Linked DNA regions of Gossypium hirsutum: region 2 is linked to region 1. Evidence: chromatin contacts called from public Hi-C data. All regions are on one chromosome and are shown on one strand. Each heading gives the region's core, a stretch centred on a gene start, on an enhancer-like site or on the middle of the called end of the contact. The rest is flanking DNA. Distances are from core to core; before and after follow the strand shown. Region 1 holds the start of LOC107945873 (secretory carrier-associated membrane protein 3). Region 2 holds the start of LOC107948137 (vacuolar protein 8).

The links. A called contact is a pair of places that touch in the nucleus more often than the background predicts.
Region 2: a contact with region 1 is called in a Hi-C map of leaf, with 1.9 times the contacts expected there. The contact joins the promoter of LOC107948137 here to the promoter of LOC107945873 in region 1. A contact is called at or near these places in 2 of 34 Hi-C or Micro-C datasets (both in leaf).

Annotation. Positions count from the first base shown.
Region 1 is chrA06:91,676,488-91,682,399 of Gossypium_hirsutum_v2.1, forward strand. It overlaps LOC107945873 (secretory carrier-associated membrane protein 3), which reads left to right and starts at 3,080. Exons shown (of 13, transcript XM_016880030.2): 1 at 3,080-3,416; 2 at 3,824-3,886; 3 at 4,399-4,533; 4 at 4,628-4,690; 5 at 4,827-4,860; 6 at 5,049-5,171; 7 at 5,399-5,461; 8 at 5,555-5,648; 9 at 5,827-5,872. The coding sequence starts at 3,351.
Region 2 is chrA06:91,949,626-91,955,068 of Gossypium_hirsutum_v2.1, forward strand. It overlaps LOC107948137 (vacuolar protein 8), which reads left to right and starts at 2,819. Exons shown (of 1, transcript XM_016882604.2): 1 at 2,819-5,059. The coding sequence starts at 3,261. The coding sequence ends at 4,976.

The sequences.
Region 1 (5,912 bases), core at 1,830-4,329:
GGTACTATATACTGGTGGTACAGACCGTAGCGATAACTTGAGATCTTGCATGTGTTGCGGATTATCTACAGCTTGTGTGAGCAGCATCGTGAGTCTATCAAAATTTTAAAGTTAACTCGAATGAGTGATACCCTGAAATTACCTGAAATGAGATCTTACTAAATGATTACTGTAAAATATGATTTGAATTAATATACTAAACAATACTCACCTGCTGTGAGCTATGATTGACAGGAACTTTGTTATTTAATTTCATAATTTGATTTGTTATGTCAAATTTGGTAATATTTATCATTTGATTTAATGAACTTACTAAGGTTCAAGTAAGTTTACTCGTGCTTTGTCCTTGTTTTGTAGATTACATTTTGTGGTCAAGAGATCGGATCAACTCGTAGAATCTCACTATCTCGAAGACTCTTTTGGTAGATTTTGTAAATCACACTATCCCGAAGACTCTTTTGGTAGATTTTGTAAACATTTGGCTTATATGGCATGTAGTAGGGAAAATGGTTATTATGCTATAATTTATGGCTATGTGTGATGTTTTGTACTTGATTAATGAATGGTAGACTTTGTCATATGATTATTAACCTTAAGTAAACTTAAGTAGGAGGTCTAGATGGTAAGTGTTATATTAAGTTGGAATGATGTGTTTGGAATGTGTTAGTTGGTGTATATTATGGTTTATAGATAGTTGTTTGATAATGAGTAGCATGAGCATTATAATGTGTTTGGTACATGATACTTTGGTTGGTTTTAAATGAATAGAAATGACATGTTTTGGTTGATTTAAAGTGTGTTTATAGACTTGTGAATATGTGAAATGAGTTGGTATAGATACCTATATAAGTGCATGAAGAATAGGCTTAGGTTTGGTCATTTTTACACATACACAGCTTGGGACATGGACTGTCACACGGCCGTGTCTCGCACACGGGTAGCCCACACGGGTATGTGCCTTGAGCGTGTTAGATGCATGGTTCACATGAGCTGGCACACGAGCTAAGACACGAGCATGTCGCCCAAGTTAGTGAGTTACATGGGTGAGCACACTGTTGAGCACATGAGCGTGTAGGCTAGACACACGGCCGTGTGAGCCTTATAATGAAAAATTTCAATTTTTCCCTGAATGTTCTGATTTGGTCCTTGAATGTTCCTAACCTATTTTTAGGGCTTCGAAGGCTCGATTTAAAGTCGTAAATGTATGTTCTATTTCATTATGAATCATATATGTATTTATGAAATTTATTTTATAATTAGATGACAATTGATATGAAAAGTTCTGATATGTATAGTAATACTCCGTAACCCTATTCTGGCAATGGAAATGGGTTGTGGGTGTTACACTTTAACCCTAGGACAGAGGAGGAAAGTGCGCTCAGCTGGACGTGACTTCCCTTTCTATCTCTAAAATTGACCTATTTCCCTAATTTTTTTTAAAAAAAAGCCTAAAAGGCCAAATAAAAAAAATGACATATATTGTTAATTTAGTCAAATAATCTACAACATGTCTCGTTTCCATAATTAAATTTTTTGTATTATTCATGTAAAAAAAACCCGAAAATTGATTGTTTATGTTTTTTTAAGATTATTTTGATAGTCAAAATTTTTTGAATTGTATTACATTACTAAACAATGAGCATTTTTGTAATTTTATAATTAAATTGACGGCTTAGATAAAATTACAAATTATACTAAATTTATATTTACTTATTAAAAAAAAACTAAAAATGAGGTAGGTGTTTCATGCTTTTTAATTAAAAATATAAATAGATTAATTTAAAGAAAATTAATATATGAATATGAGTTTTATTTTCATATTTAAATCTTATTTAATTTTATTCTAAATATTAGTGCAAATAATAAATAATTTTGAATTCATACATAATTTTTTATTGAAATATTTTATGGGTGGTTGTTAGAGATGAAAGTGACTTTGGATGGGGTTGGCAGATTTTTGCCAAATCCACTCCTTCAAATGTTTCTAACAAATACCTATTTTAGAAGAGCCTTTTCGATTAAGAATCAAATTTAATATTAGTGTGGACTCAATATTTTATATTAAACTAAAATTTCAAATTATTTTTAAAATTTATTTGAATAAAAGTGAAGTGGTAATAAATTTATATTTTAATATTATTTAATGTGTATTTAAGCTTTGAATTTATAATTTTTTTATTTAAAAACTATATAAATGTGTGAAAAAAATGTTATCATAATAATATTAATTATAATCTAAAAACATGAGTATTTTTATAATTTTATAATTGAGTTGATGACCCAATCAAGTGTAACACTAACTTAATAAAATATTGGTTCTGATTATATATGCTTTTTTTTAATATAATTTTTGAAACTACCCGTAACCCCTTCCCAGCCTATAAATAGGAGAATAATTTACTTCATTCACGTGCTCCTATGTTACGACAATACACATGTCAATCGAGCTGAGACTCAACGACAACTTAATAAAATACTTAAATAATAGTAAATATTGATTTTATCATTTTATGGTTGAAGCCTTATTTTGAAATATATCCTTGAAACTTAAATTCATTTAAAGAAATTTAGCATTTAATAGAGTTTAATAAATTTTTTAAAAAAATACACTAAAAATATATTAGAATTTTTAAAAATTATTCTAATAACTAATAATTTCATTTTGTCAAAAACCAAAATATTTCCATATGCTCTCAAACCTGATTTAATTGTCTATTAGATGAGAAGAATGAAAGGAAAAAAAAAATAGTGCGTTCGATTAAGAAGAAAAGTGAAAAGAAAACAAATAAAAGTGATATCGTGTTTTATACTAATATATAAAAATAATGAAATAAAAAATAAATCTATTTTTCACTTATGTCAAAAAAGGGAGAAAAATTAAAAGTAATTTTCTTTCAAATTTTCCATCTCTCCCATCATGCACGCATATGAAAAAGAAAAATTATGTTATCTACACTTCTAATTTTCTGTATTTACACACTTGAAAATTAATTTAATAAAATATACTTAACCAAATAGAGAATAATGTTTTTTCCCGCTGTTTCGTCACAATATATTTATTATATTCAACAAAACTGACTGTTAACCGAAAAGTCCAACTTCTCATTCCCCCTCTCTATCTCTACCTCTTCTTCCCAAGGGAAACCACGTTTTCTCTCTCTAGAACTTCATTCATGACCCCAAATTTCCTTTGACCTTTCAGTTTTTCCATTCTCTTCTCCTCCAAGCTTCTTCTTCTTTTTCTCCTCTCTAGTTTTCATCTTCCTTGTATTATTCTCCCATTTTCAGTTTTAATTTATTGTTATAAGGTTTATATAGATCAAAAAAGAAAAAAAAAACTTAAAAAGGTGATGGCTGGTCGTTTCGATGAAAACCCGTTCGCTGAAGAAGGAGAAGAAGAAGTTAATCCTTTCTCGGTCAGTTTCTCTTTTCTCTCTCTTTCTTTGTTTCTGTTATTTGATGATGTTTTGGGTTGGGTTCATGCAGTTCAGTTTATGGTAGCCATAGCCAGCTCTTTAGCAGATTATAGGTTGACTTGTTTTTAACTCCCTGATTGCTTTGTTGGGTTTCAGTTTGATCTGAAATTCTTGGTTGAAATCGGTTATGGGAAGTATTTTACTTGGTTGTTGTGTGCTCCTTTCATTGACTTCATGTTTTCTTGTCACCGAACATGCATTTAACGAAGTAGCAAACTTATATAATCCTAGAGATGAAGACTATGATGCCTTGCTGGGTGTATTATCTGTCAATTCTAAGTTAGTTTACGGATGCTAGCAGACATCAGTTTTATTATGATTTTTTTCTTTTGAATAATTTCTACCAGGATCCAGCTGTGAGAGGGAAGGCATCTGGCCAGTCTAAATTTGGTGGAGGTCTATTTTCAAAGGTAACTAAATCCCTGTTTATAAAGTTTCAAGGGAATATTTAATTCAGAACTTAGTGTTCGATGTTAAAATGGCTACTGTCTTAGGACATATTTCCGACTAGAATGGATGTGAGATGTGAAATTTAGCTGTGGCTTTGCTTGTTTACGTACATGGATCCTAGGTAACTTATGCTATGTAAAACCATAACTTGAGGTGATGATGTTGTGCTAAACTACCACTATTTAATCTCTTGATCACACTGAAATTCCATATCTTTTGCTAATTTGCTAGGAATTCTATAGTAAAATCTTAGTGATTAACCTAGAAACTTACTTCTTTTTCTGATGCTGATAGTTTGAGCTAGCTTGCATATATCAAAGTTCTGAAAAAATAGGTTGCTTGTGGCTATATTGTCATGATTCCGTCATGTCTAATTTGACCTTTTAGTATTGCTTCTAAACATCAGTAAACTGGACCTTTTGCCTTGTAATAATACTTGCTTCTTGAACGCCTATTATCAATAAATTTTCAGAATGTTCCAAGTGCTCCACCTGCATCAAACTCAAGACTTTCACCACTACCTCCTGAACCTGCTGGTTTCAATTATGGTCATGAGGCAACAATTGACATCCCTCTTGATACAGCTTCAGGAGGATCAAGTTATCAGGTTAGTGAAGAGTGAAGACCAGTCTCTAAATGCCTTTTCCAATAGTTTTTTAAGCATTTGATCTCCCTGTTCTGGTTTTTCTGTTTAAATCTAGGATTTGAAGAAGAAGGAGAAGGAACTTCAGGCTAAGGAGGCTGAACTGAGAAGGCGGGAGCAGGTATATTGTGGAAGAAATTTTATAACTTAAGAGTTCATTCTTAATCTACAGAATCATAGATTTATTTTTGTTTCCCGCCGACACATTATAAATGATTTTATCCCACAATATTTACTGATAAGCTTATTCGATGCAGGAAGTGAGACGGAAAGAAGAGGCAGCAGCAAGAGGTACCTTTCATTACTTTTTTATAATTTGACTATTCACATAGAAAACATTGAGTTTGTTCATAGTTTCAAAATCTGTTCTAGACTACATTTCTTTTGCAAAAATATTTTGACCTGATTCTATTTCCTTTTATGGTCAGTTACTATTACATTTCTTCCATGAGCTAGAGTTTGACTTCCCTGTTTTGCAGCTGGAATTACTTTGGAAGAGAAAAATTGGCCCCCATTTTTTCCAATCATTCATCATGATATTGCAAATGACATACCAGTTCATCTACAAAGATTGCAGTATGTTGCATTTTCAACATTTTTAGGTAAGGGTTTCTTAGGCTTTTTCACCTTATGTTCTTATGCTTGGTGCACCTATGCATATGTCATCGTTTTTGTCCATAAAGAAAATTTGTGCTGTACTCAATGAGTTTTTCCATTGGGTGATTATTTGTACCATTTTTTTTTCTTTTTAAAAACTCTTTAGCTGGAAAGGGATTTTGTGTAAGCCATGGGTTACAGATAGTTGGTAATGTATTTTGATTCTATGCAGGGTTGTTTCTGTGCCTGCTGTGGAACATTGTAGCTGTTACTACCGCATGGATCAAAGGAGAAGGTTAGTTTAGAAATGCATTTCCATATTTCATGTTTTCCTTTGAATATATAACGTTAGATTGTGTTGTGTTTGACTGTATTTGTTTTTGTTTAGCTGTGAGGATCTGGTTCTTGGCTATCATCTACTTCATAGCAGGGGTTCCAGGAGCCTATATTTTGTGGTATCGGCCGCTGTATCGTGCTTTTAGGTACTTAACATACTCCACTCTTTTCCTGAATATTGCAATTCAGTTTTTGGGTTGCCTCTACTGCAAAGTTTCGTTGTCATTTCCTTAAATTTGGCTGTTCACATTCCCTGCACTTGCTAATCTCTAATCATCACTTATTTTAATTGAAATATTTTCTCACCTTCCGACCATAATGCAGGAAAGAAACTGCTTTATCATTTGGACGGTTCTTCCTATTTGATTTGGTACTAACTCATGTTTCTCTGGTAGATATGTTTCTTTGTT
Region 2 (5,443 bases), core at 1,569-4,068, 270 kb after region 1:
TGATTTATTAATTAAATTAATAATTTTAGTAATGAAATGACCTAATTAATATAATTTTAATAGTTTAAAAATATAATTAGAATAATTTAAAACTACCAATATAAAATGAATATATAGTTTAAGAGTGTTTAATACAATTAACTCCGGAAATATAATAAAATTAAAACTAATATTTAAAAATATAAATTGAATTGAATCGAATGGTTTAAAATTTCTTTTTTTGTAAAACTCAACCCAAGGCTACAACAGATTTGGACTTTAAAACCATTGTTCTAGCCAATAACTAAGCTAGCTAGCCTAGGTAGGATTATTAAGTGCAGCACTATTTTTTTTTTTGGCTTAATGATATTATAAAGAATTCGCTTAACCATGTTAAAAGTTCTCAAAATTTTTTTTTAAAAAATAATTAATTAAAAAGACCCTCAAACTTTTTCAAAAAAAATAATAATTAAGCCCCTACTTTTATTAAAAATTTTAAAAAATTAAAAAATTAAAATCAATAAAAGCAATAAAAATTATTAAATATTAATAAAAAATTCAAATATTAAAAATTAGAAAAAATTAGAAAAAATATAAAAAAAATTGTAAAATTCTATAAAGATTGTAAAAGATTATAAAATTTATAGAAATATAAAAAAATTATAAATTTTTAAAAAGTCGTAAGAAAATTATACAAAAATGTAAAGAAATATAAATTTAGTAAAAAAATTATAAAAAGTATCGTACCAAAAGAAACATTTTATAATTTTTTTATAACTTTTATTAATTTTTATTTTTTATCATTTTTCACCACATGTCATGCTGTGTTGTGATATGTGATGACTTTAATTGAAAAAAGCTACGGTCGTTATTTTTTATGATTTTTATAATAATTTTTTTACAATTTTTTTTCTAATTTTTAATAAGAGCAGGGGCTTAATTGCTTTTTTGAAAAATTTTGAGGGTCTTTTTGATGTATTTTGAAAGTTCAAGTACCCAATTGAGTGAAAAAATCAAGGGCTTAATTGATTTTTTTGAAAAAGTTCGAGGACCTTTTTGATGCATTTTAAAAGTTGAAGTGCTCAATTGAGTGCAAAAAAATATGAGGTGTTTAATTTTTTTTATTTTTTTAAGTTTGAGGACTTTTTACACCTTAAGCCAAAAAAATTAATTAAGCTTTTTCAATTTTTTTACACGCCTCTAAACTAATAAAATTGGATAAATAAGTATTTTGACTAACTTTTACTATTAGTATTTAACAACAATGCTAACATGGCCGTTAATAAATGTCACGTTAGCAACGATTGCTAATATAATAGAGCCACATCACCGAAAAAAAAATATAAATTATTTTTAAATTAAGTACATATTTAACAAACAATTGTCCAGGTTCATTTGAATTTGGACACCCATTTATCAAATATATTATGGAATTATAAAAAATAAAAAAATCATTAAAACTAAAAAAAATAAATTTTATAAAAATATTATAAATTAATTAAAAATCAGACAATTTTATAAATTTTGTAAAATTTATTTTATTATTTTTATATTTTAAATAAAAAAAGATCAACAACTTATATCATAAAATTAAGATTAACAGTTTTTTGTCATATTTTTGCCTCTCATTTTTCAATTTGCACAAGTTATATTAATCAAATAATTTAATCAAAATGAGGAATATAATTTTTATAAAAATAATTTAAATAATTATAATTTTTTGATTTTTAATTAATTTCTTATAATTTTAAAAAATCTTTTTTTCTAAATTTTTATGGTTTTTAATAATTTTTAATATATTTTATGATTTTTAAATAATTTCTAATAAATTTTATAAATTTTAGTAAACTTTAATGATTTTTTTTATTTTTTTAATAATTACAGAATGAATCTAGATAAATAGGTGTCCACGTTCAAATGAACACAGACAATCACTTGTCGACACCTCTTTATCTAGATTTATTTTGCAATTATTTTAAAAATATAAATTTAGATATTTTCTTATATTTTTTTTATTTTGCTGGCATGACACTACCACGTTAACAATTGGTGTTGATGTAGCACCACCACGTCATCAATCGACGCTGGCATGGTATCTATTAACAGCCATATTAGCGTTGCAGTTAAATATTAACGATAAACGCCAGTTAAAAAGCTTATTTGATCAATTTTATTAGTTTCAGACTCAATTGAATAAAGAAAAATTCAAAACAACTTAATTGAATCTTTTTAAATCTAAAATAAAGTTTTTTTTTATGTAATAGTAGATGCTTTTTTATTTTTTTTCATTCTACCATTTCATCTTTATCTAAGTTGGAGTGATATGTAAAAGATTTAGATTTAAATCACTGCACTTTCTATTTGGCAGATTTTGAAAAGAAAAAAAAAACGTCGTGTTTAAAAATCAATTTATTTCTTTAAATATATTATAAAATAACCTATTTCTTTAATTTTTCTTTTATTTTGACATATTCATCAAATCTAGGGCAGTTATAGAAAAATATGGGCAATTGCTCCAAAAATAATGGAAGAAAGAAACTAACATTTAACGTGGGAAAGATGAGCCAACAAGATTTGTTGATTGATTTGATTATGGACAAACAATGATGACATTTGACTAATTAAGAATTAAGGTTTATTTTCTTACCTCGTACGAATTACAATCCAATTAAGGCTGATTTACGTTATATCAAAATTCAAATTTTTATCATAAATTCATTTTCTTACCTTGTACATATTACAATACAATTAAATTGAAACGGTGGAAAAGTAAATAGAAAGTTCATGAGATCTGATGAGATTTTAAAGAAACCTTATTGTTGATAGGTGCCCCCACAGCAACCCACTGCAAAACCCCATTCATGCATGTACAGTGTTCTACAAATACAATCGTCAATAAAGAGATGAAACCTTTCAAGTCCTTTATCACTGATCAGAATCAGATACACTACTTTTCTTTTTCCTTTTAACCATCTCCCTCCTCAGTTCTTTTCACGCTGTGAGCTTCAGCCACCCTTTTAAGTTTTAACCCTTGTTATTATGGCAGAAATTTATACCCTTATCTTCATCCTATTGACTTGTCACTGTTACACCACCTAAACGGTCAGCCCTCTATTCTAAATATAAAATTAAAGACCCCCATTTCAGTTGCAGCTGCAAAATGAAAAGATAACTTTAGATTAGATATCTGCAGTCAGTGGCCCTCTTTCTCTCTCTTCTTAGACAGTGTTAGATTCCTTCCTTCAAAGCAAGCATTGAATTTGAAGAAAAAGGGGAAAAAAATGGGAGAAGAAGAGAAACCAATGCAAAAGCAGCACCAGAATTCAATAGAATCTTTCAGTGCAATGAAATCTAGTATCAAGCAGGCTGTTCAGGTTATATCTTCTTTGATTTCTCTTTCACATTCTATCAAAGTTTTTAATGTTAAATGGCAACTCATTCGAAAGAAGCTAGAAGAGATGAGTTCTGGGTTGATGGCTGTTGGAAACTGTGATTCAAGTGAAAACGCAGCGGCCTTCTCTGACGTGGTTCCTTCCATTTTGGCAACTGTAAACGAGTGTTATGATCTCGGGAGAAGATGTGTGGATCTTTCTTACAGTGGAAAGCTCCTGATGCAAAATGACCTTGATGTGATGGTTGCAAAATTTGATCTCCATGTAAAGAATCTTTCAGGGATTTACACTGCTGGGGTTCTGAGCCATGGTTTCGCCATCGTTGTTTCCAGGCCTGGTTTTGGTGCTTGTAAAGATGACATGAGGTTCTATGTAAGAGATTTGTTGACAAGGATGAAGATTGGTGATATAGAAATGAAAAGGCAGTCCTTGGTGAATTTATATCAACTTATGGCTGAAGATGAAAGGTACATGAAACTTGTAGCACTTGAAGTTAGTGACATTGTGAAATTGTTGGTCGATTTTCTTGATTCACCAGAGATGGAAATTCAAGAAGAAGCTTCAAAGATTGTATCTTTAATCTCTGGGTTTGATTTGTATAAAGGGGTTTTAGTTGAAGCTGGGATTATTGGCCCTTTAAATCGGATTTTGGAAACCGGCAGTAATTTGGGCAAAGAAGGAGCTGTTAGGTGTCTTCAGACATTGACTGTAAATTCAGACAATGCATGGTCTGTTTCAGCTCATGGTGGGGTGACGGCACTCTTGAAAATATGTTCAAGCGGTGATTTTGGAGGGGAACTAATTGGTCTTGCTTGTGGGGTGTTGAGAAACCTTGTTGGTGTTGAAGAGATTAAGAGGTTTATGGTCGAAGAAGGTGCTATTGCAACATTCATCAAGCTAACAAGATCAAAAGAAGAAATCGTGCTGATTAATTCAATGGAGTTGCTTCAAAACGTAGCTTCTGGGGAGGAATCAGTTCGTGCATTACTACGAATTTCGGATCCGAAGTCATCAACCTCTTCGAAAACAAGAGAAGTAGCATTGAGAGCAATAGAGAATCTATGTTTCCCTTCACAAAACTGCATAAACACCTTGATGAATTACGGATTCACGGATCATTTACTGTTCTTCCTACGCAATGGCGAAGTTTCCCTTCAAGAACTGGCACTTAAGTTGACGTTTAAGCTTTGTGGGACATCAGATGAGGCCAGAAAGACAATGGGAGATGCTGGTTTCATGGCAGAGCTTGTCAAATTGTTGGATGCTAAGTCATGTGAAGTGCGTGAAAGGGCAATTGAAGCACTCTCCAGTTTGGTCTCAGTCCCTAAAAATCGAAATAGATTTATTTCAGATGATAGAAACATACACTTCCTTCTTAGACTGCTTGATCAAGAGGAAGGAATTTCAGGTAATAAACAGCTCTTGCTCTCTATATTAGTGTCATTGACAAGTTGCAACAGTGGAAGAAGAAAAATAGCCAGTTCTGGCTACCTAAAATACATAGAGAAACTTGCAGAAGCACAAGTCTCTGACGCCAAAAGACTTGTCAGAAAGTTATCTACCAATAGATTTCGTAGTTTTCTGAGCCGCCTCTGGCATTCTTGAATGTAATTTTTGTTTCTTTATTAGATTGTTTTTGTTTTCACTGTACATTAACATAAGATTTTAACTATAAGATACTTGTTTGATATTGCAGTTATTTTAGTTAATATGGGGATTCTATATGATAAAAGTAAGTGTAGTTTATAAGATGATTTGGAAGCATTGTATATGGGAAAACCCAGATGACATGTGAACAGTGGAGAACAAGCTTGTCTCCTGACCATGTGGGACAAAGGGGATAGCGATAGATGAAAGTTGGGTCACTATTTGCTTGGCTTTTAGCCAACACTCAACACTGTCTCCATTTTATGGCAGTTCTATATTCTGATATAAGGCTTGATAATTACGATTTTTTTTTTACATAGTATTAGTTTGTCAAACATCACAATCTTATCAACTACAGTGTTGAGACAGGTTCTTTAGGCATTACCAATTCAGAAACTTCATGGCCCAATGTGTTGAGACCTAAC